Regions from separate parts of the Sus scrofa genome. Here region 1 is linked to region 2. A link is a contact called in public Hi-C data. All regions are on one chromosome and are shown on one strand. Each heading gives the region's core, a stretch centred on a gene start, on an enhancer-like site or on the middle of the called end of the contact. The rest is flanking DNA. Distances are from core to core; before and after follow the strand shown. Region 1 has its middle 18 kb from the start of RHOJ. Region 2 overlaps RHOJ (ras homolog family member J).

Region 1 (3,874 bases), core at 43-2,542, 81 kb before region 2:
AGCAGAACAAATGTGTGCCACTTCTTGGTCTGGACCCTAAGACATTGGACATACACTTCTTCATACTCTTTCCTTTCTGAAAGACTGGAACACATATGTGCCCATAACCTAGCTTCAACCATCAACAACAAAGACAACATACTAAAAAAGAGCCAGAGACAAGGTGACAGGAACCTGGTTTCCTGAATGATCATGTGGAGCAGAAAGACCCACCAGTCTACATGTACTAAACTATAGCACAAAAGAAATAGGCTTCTGTACTCCTTTTTTTTTATAGTTGATTTATAGTGTTGTGCCAATTTCTTCTGCACAGCATAGTGATCCAGTCATACATATATATCCTTTCTTTTTCTCATACCATCTCCCACAATGGTCTGTCCCATCAGATTGGAGATAGTTCCCTGTGTTGTATAGTTGGAACTCATTCCAAATGAAATACTCTTTAAGCCTCAGTATTACTAGGTTTCTTTTTTATAGTACTTTAGCCTTTACCCTAACAAATATACCCTCTGTATCTTAGTTTTAAATAATGCTTGAGATCAATTTGAAATTGTTCAATATTCTTTCCATGAAGGAGAAATAAGAGGAACATTATCAAATTATTAGGGTCTTTTGATATTTTTCCCACAGGAAAATTGTCTTGCAGCAATTGAACACTATAAGAGAGTCTAAAACTATGTTGTGCAAGAAAATGTCTTATAATTTATTATAAAGTACAATGTGTTCAAGGCCACAAAAAAATTTTCATAATTTTTATTTAGTTGAAAGTATTCTAAGAGCACTCAAATTACTCAACCTGCTATTGGGCTAGGGTTAGTTGCTCATGTCAGCAATGTGTATTTTTGAAGTGTCCAATCTCAGTACTTAACCAAAGGAGGTAAGGGTCCTGTTTCAAAATGGATATTAAACATTTTAATTTATTAATAATAAATAAGGCAATTGATTATTACCAGATGTGATACACTACTAAAGAGCATTAGATGTACTTTTCTTTCTGTTTTGTGATCCCTTCCATTACTGTGGGGTCAATCATGGAGACTATATGATTGAATGGAATACATGTCCTGTAATTATTTTTAACCCTTGAGGAGATCACTCGAGGGTGAAGCAACCAGAAATACAGGACTAGGAAAGCCAATTTCTATGGGAGTGGATTAAGCACAAATCCTTTATTTGAATATTCATACTTAAAGGGAATTCTCTCTGAAATCTCATTTAGAGCAGTCCTTATACAACAGGAATTTTGGTAAACTTGTAAGCTTTGAGCAGATGTGGAACAGACAAAATGTAGCCCGATGTTATCAAAGTCTGAAAAAAAATCACAGAACTGTACTACTTTATGTGAGTCTGCCAAAATTCATACTGGATGACTCACTAGAAGTTTATAAAATAAAAATATGCATGATTCCTTACACAAGTATGTTATTTTTCATATTTATGGCTGTTACAGAATTTTTGTTAAAACTGGTGACAGTATGTCTACGAAAATAACCATTTAATTCAAGAATAAGATGAAAACAAGCTTTGTTGCACCTTTCTTCACAAATACATGAATAGATTCTTGATGTTTTAAGGCCTGTTTTGGCATTCTAGGATTGATTAGTATCGGGTGTGAGAGACAAGGATAAAAGCCAATACCCACTTCCAGGACATTAGGAATATTAAAGTCCTCATGTAGGGGGGAGTTAAGGCAATGGTAATTTATGTAAAATAATGTGGATAAATGTTGAATAAAAATCAGACAACCTTGTGGTCCAGTAGGGGTAGAACAAAGACCAGATGTCTCCTTCTGTCTCCCAGATGGGCCGGAACCACATCAGGAATGTGATCTCTACCACCAGCCTCCAAGTTTAACCCCAGGGTGTGATGGAGAAATTTCAACAAATACATATTAGAAGCTGAAAAAATTAGCACTGGTCCCATATCACGTTCAGTGAGCTTGCTTCTATCTTCCTAGTTGCACCTTCCTCCTAGAGATCTGGCGATTAACAAACAAAATTTTGAGTTGTAGATGCAGATGTTCAGGGAAAAGTTTTACTTTAAAATTTAACTCTTTCAGATTACTTACGATAAAGGGACCAATGACAGCTTTATTCTGAAGAATCCTGGCAAATACCACTTTAACCCAGTGACTAAAGTTACCATTACCAATAATCAGGTAAATTGGCACCATCTGCCTCCTAACATGGTGCACTGGGAATAATGCAACCATTATTATATAAGTTACATTGTAACTTATATAGTACTCCTACCCAAAATGCATAACCTGAATCTGATCCTTAGAAAACATCAGCTAAACCTAAAATGGGGAGCATTTTATAAAACACTGATTTATATTCTTCAAAAATTACATCTTGAAAGACAAATAAAGGCTAAAGGACTATCCACACTAAAGATGTAAAGAAACATGATGACTAAAGGAAATGCATAATCTTAGGTTGGAACCTCTGGGGAGGGGGAATGGAGAAGATTACTATGAAGAAACTTGAATAGAGACTGCAAATTATAAAATAGTATAATAAATATGCTATTATTTACTGAATTTGATCACTGAACTATGGCTATATATGAAAATGAGCTAATTCTTAGGAAATATATACTTAAGTATTTAGGGGCAAAGGAATATGACATCTGCAACGTATTCTCCAAAGGTCAAAGAAATATCGTGTATATACAAAGGGAAAAGGCATAACAAAGTAAATGTGGCAAGATGTTAACAACTGTTGAATCTGGATTACAAATGTATGGGAGTTCTTTGCAATATTCTTGCAACTCTTCTTTAAAGTTATTCTAAATTTTTTAAATGTCTAAATTAACTTTTAAAACGAAGCTATTCAGACTTGAAAGATAAGAAAAGTTATCATTGTTTCAATGCCTACTATATTGGTTAATAACATTGGAGAATTCTAGAACTAAAAAACAAAAACAAGACAGAAAAACAATGTCTATCTCTTAGAAAACTAAGAATGCAGATCACTAGAGCTACTTATTAAAGACAGTTTTACGTGTTCATGTACATGTTCAAAATGGTTATTTTTCAGAGTGCTTTTCTTTCACGTAGTTTCATTGGAAATACCTGGGGAGTGAGGTTGTTTCAAGTGGCCATTGTTGACCACCTATCTAGAAAGATAAACTTTGATAAACTTTGAATAGTACAGGAGTCTGTACTATATATGGCGTACTCCAAATCCAAAGATTGACGCTCTTCTACAAACTCATTCAGCATCACTGTGTCCCCATTGTGTGTCAGGTTCTGCATCGTTTGTGGGCTGACTTAAAGCATAATCACAGTTCCCAGGAGCCACAGTTCCAAGATAGCTATCTTCAAGCCCAGATCTCTTTCCTGAGCTGCACTTCCACACAGGCCACAGCCTACTGTATATCTTCACTTAGATGTCTGACATGCCAAAATGCACTCCAAATCTACATATCCTCCAGTCTTTCTGTTTTTGATAAATATGGAAACCTTCTAGTTGATTCAGGGGGGAACATGGGAGTCACCTCTACCTCTTCCATTTCATCAGCACCCACAGCCAATGAGTTCCAAAGTTCTCTTGATCCTATCTTGAAATATAGCTTCATCTACTTTTTCATCTCCATCTAAGAAAGCAAATAATTCACTGATTTAGATCACGAAGTATGGAGTAAGATTACTTGGATTGAAATCCAAGCTCCAGTCTCCTAGTTTTGTGTCCTTAGACAAGTTATTCTGCCTCACTGTGCCTTAGTTTCTTCATCTGCAAAACTGGGGCCAATAATTGCATCTATTTCATAGGATTATTACAGTAAGTACTCAATAAATGTGAAATATTGCTGTCTCCTTTGCCGCCACCCCAGTCCAAGTAACCGTCATCTCTCGACCTCTTATTGATAC
Region 2 (4,105 bases), core at 337-2,836:
AACCATGCTGTCAGCTTGGTTTAGAACGTACATGGACAAGGCATAGGCTTGTCCTAGCTGCCCAGGGAGATGCTGGTGGGGAGAAATGCAAAGGCTCCTGATTGAAGCTTTTGCACTTACAGACTCTCCCTTCTCTTCTCCCCTAGTTACCGTGACAGTGGGAGGCAAGCAGCACTTGCTCGGCCTGTACGACACTGCAGGACAGGTATGTTTTTATTCTTTGGTTCACTAAGGGTTTAGGAGGCTGGGGAGACTGATCCATTTGGTTAGGCATCTGGGGACGAACGGTACACATATTACCTCCTGTGATCACCTGGGGCAAATTTACAGTCTAACCAAATGACAACCAAAATATTTTTACTATCTTAAAATATTCATCATTACAAAAAAATCATTATAAGACTCAAGGTGTTGACAGGCAGATAATTCATTTACTGACTGATGATGGTCATGAACCAAACAGCATATTTGGTCAAGAGTTCCCATTTCTTCCTACCAATTCCAGACCCAGGATTGCTGAGTCAATTTAATAAGTTTTAGTTTCAGCCATTATTTCATTTATGTTATATCCTTTTTTTTCTTGGCTGTGCCTGCAGCATGTGAAAATTCCTGGGCCAGGGATTGAACTTGCACCACAGCAGCAACCAGAGGTGCTGCACCACAGGGGAACTCCATCATATTATATTCTTTCCTGCTCTTTATTTGAATTGCCTAACAGGCTGTGGAGAAGTACAAAAAAAAAAAAAAATAGGAGATAGGAATCTGGGAGTAGGAAAAAGATGGATTAAGTGTTAGAAAGAAGAAAAGCCAGGATCCTAGATGTTTTCCCAAAGTGAGGAATAACTGAGGTTGACTCTAAACTCTCTAAGATTCTTGAAATAGTCTCTTTCTGTCAGAAATAGTTCTTCAAGTTGGAGCACCTGGCCAACCAGTAATGTAAGGCCATGGGATGGCACTCTTAATGTTTTCTTAGTTAGCACTTGCTCTACTGGGTAAAAATGCCACCTTATCTTTATTCCCTCCTGCCCCACATACTCCACTAGGAAAAGTTTCAAATGGTACAAGTTCACGGGCTAGAGGGGAAGTGGTTAAGCAATTGATGGCTGTGGCCCAATTTCTCTGACAGAGCTTTTGTAATCGTACATCCTGGGTCATTTATTTAGGTCAAAATCAGCGGGTTGCTCAGTCTGTCCAAATTCATACATCTTAAGTCCTTTGGAGTGAACGTTTGACCATGCTTATTCCCACTGTGAGCTTCCTGATAATAGTCATTTGCAGTTACACATTTTTTTTTCACAATTATCTGGAGATACGTCTTTTTGCTCAACTTGAAACCTCTCTACTAGAAAAAAAACCATAATAAATAAATTTTCTTTGGGGTTTCTGTGTACATTTGCAAGGACCACTGCAGAAATGTCTTGGGATGTCAGAGGCTATGGAGAACTTGGCAATCTAGCACCACCCTGAAGTTTCCTTCAAACTCCCTGGGAGATGGCTGGTTTAGCCAACTCCTCTAGGCCCCGGAGAGTGGAGGAGACCTCTTACAATAATAGCAAGACACAGGACTAGGAAAGGCTGCCCCTAGCTACCCAGGGTGGAAAACTGATGTGGCCCCTCTGAGCAAGGGCTCACAGCACAGCTCCTGCCTGACCACACTCCACTGGAAAGCATTGCAGCAGCAGAGGAAGTCCTTTGGGCTGGAGTTGCCTACTCTCCATCAATCACATGGTCACTGAGGTGTCCACATTCATCAGGACTTCACAGCCTGGAAAAGAGTCAACACCCTTCTCCCCCATCATCATATTGTCTTACTATCATCCACTTTGAAAAGTACAATACAGCAAGGACTGCCACATGACTCAAACTCCTCTGCTTCCCCCACTTGCTACAATAGCCCTCTGTGCCCCATGCGCCCACCCAGCTCTCCCCAATTCCATAGCAACCCTCTGCAACTCTTAGCTTCTGTGCATCAAGTGTTCCCCAAACAACCTCCCTTCGCCTCTATTTAATTCCAAATCCAATAAAACCACATAAAAGCATAAAAGAAAGTTTATTCTTTTCTACTGCTCAGTCCTTTTTAGAAAATTTTAAAAAGAATACTAGCATAAGAGTCGAGCCTCTAAAGCAGTAGAAAAAAATATCTTTGAACTCCAAATGGACACAAACCTCTGACACCAGAGAAAGTGACATGTGCAGACAGACTATAACAACAAGTGGGTTGTAAATATTGCTTTTTCAACTTAACTTCCCCTTTAATGTTTTCCACCAGCGATTTTGAAAGCCCAGAGGTGGACAAGGTTGATAGGGGAGCACAAATCATGGGGAAAAGAAATCAGAACACATCTTAAGGTTCCTTCTAGGACTAAAATTCTATAATTGGAAACTTTAAAAATGACCTCAAAAATGCCTAAAAGAACTGGAATAATTAAGCAAAACAATTTGAAGCTAGACTCAAGGGAGAACTTTCAGCAGTAAAGAAGGGTGAAATATTGAATTGCCTCCCTCAGAAGGATGACAGGTTATCCTTTTGTGGAACAGTGGTTCTCACATGTGAGCAGGGATCAGAAATCACCTGTAGGGCTTGTCAAAACCCAGCCACTGGGTGCCACCCTCAGAGTTTCTGATTCTACAGGTCTGGGATGGTGCCCGAGTATTTACCTTTCTGACAGGTTTCCTCATGATGCTGCTGCTGGTCTGCATACCACACTTGGAGACCCACTCTTCTAAGTCTGGTTCAGGGACCAGCATCATCGGCATCACCAGGGGCCTTATTAGAGATGCAGAATTTCAGGCCCCATCTCCAGCCTATGGAACACATTGAAAATGCATTGTAAGAAGATCTCTAGGTGATTCGTCTGCACATTAAAATGTGAAAATCTCTACCCTGGACGTCTTTGGTGGTTGAAACATTGTTCCCAACATTAGGAGGATGCAGTGGAAAATAACCATTACCCATGGTTCTATAACTCTTCCAATAAGGCTTTGTAACAAATTTAATTTTGAAGCTTTGTCCCAAAATTTCCATTCCCAGCCTCAGAGAGAATAACCTAGCCTCTTCAGGTCTATTGTAGCAACTGCTGTTGAGGTCACAAAGCTAAGGGAAATCTATGACTAATTCAAAACTACTCACTTGGTCAGAGTTAAGAACAAGAAAGAGAGGTGGGTCTCAAAACCAATTGATTAATCCCTGAGCCACTAAAAAGAAATAAGTCTCTGAACCCAGCTATAGGGTTCCATCTTGCTGGAATGTTCTAATTAGATGATCTTATATGAGCAAACCAAGAAGCAGTGCCCTTGTCTTTGTCTCGTACTAACTGTGGCTCAGAGTTAACATAAACAACCTCAAGAAGCATCCTTGTTCAGAAAACTAAAGGGATAGGAACTCATTCCGTCTACCCTCAGAGTCCTCCCTGGACAAAATCATTTGACATGGTTCCCCTCACTCTGCACACCTGTTTGCCTCAGACACCACAGCAGCCCCACCAGCCCGGCCAGACACATGCTTCCAGCACTTCCCAAGCCAGACAAGCATTTGCTAAAGAGAGTTGATAACGAAATCATGTGTTCACACTGAGAGCACAGGGCAGTGCTGTCAGACCAGAGCTCTCTCCCCCAACCCCTGAAACAAACTGACATCTGGATTTGGAGTAGAATCCTCTGAAGACAGACAGAATTAAGGGCTTGGGTTCTTCTGTTAGGTAGCATTTTCAGACACTCTGTGAGGCAAGGACATGGAGGGTTTTCCGCAAGGTGACTCTGTGTGTTAGCCCTCAGCTTGTCCTGGGGAGGCAGCAGGGCCAGCTCTGTGAGCACCTTGGCCTGTGCAGCTCAGGCCCCTGAAGTGTGTTGGTGAGAGGATCCCTGTGACAGGGATTCCTGAGCTCAGATCTTTGGCTTCACTGCAGAATCTGAGAGCTGACTTCTACACAACGTACTTGCTGGCCAGTTTGTTTAGACTGTGTGAGATAGACCAGAGGAGAGCAGGGAGCTGGGATAGGGTGTCACCGCAAGCCTGGGCATCTACCAGCATGGGGGAAGGGTCTCTCCTAGGTCAAGACTAGAGTCAGGCAGCCTCTCACTCCCAGCTGGCCATCTGGAGTGGAAC

Evidence for each region. Hi-C and Micro-C count contacts between places; a contact is called where the count stands out from the background.
Region 1: a Hi-C map of adipocytes shows a contact between it and region 2, with 1.8 times the contacts expected there. The contact joins two enhancer-like sites. A contact is called at or near these places in 21 of 47 Hi-C or Micro-C datasets (adipocytes, alveolar macrophages, brain and 13 more) and 1 of 2 datasets of contacts at active chromatin or transcription factors (skeletal muscle).

What each region holds. Positions count from the first base shown.
Region 1 is chr1:194,859,984-194,863,857 of Sscrofa11.1, reverse strand. No RefSeq gene overlaps it. Among named protein-coding and RNA genes, the nearest start is that of RHOJ, 18 kb to the right of the region's middle. Within about 2 kb of position 1,292, at least 3 of the 83 cell types and tissues checked have an H3K27ac peak or open chromatin away from gene starts, as enhancers often do.
Region 2 is chr1:194,778,727-194,782,831 of Sscrofa11.1, reverse strand. RHOJ (ras homolog family member J) reads left to right here. Exons shown (of 5, transcript NM_001168417.1): 2 at 147-205. Among named protein-coding and RNA genes, the nearest start is that of GPHB5, 44 kb to the right of the region's middle. Within about 2 kb of position 1,586, at least 4 of the 83 cell types and tissues checked have an H3K27ac peak or open chromatin away from gene starts, as enhancers often do.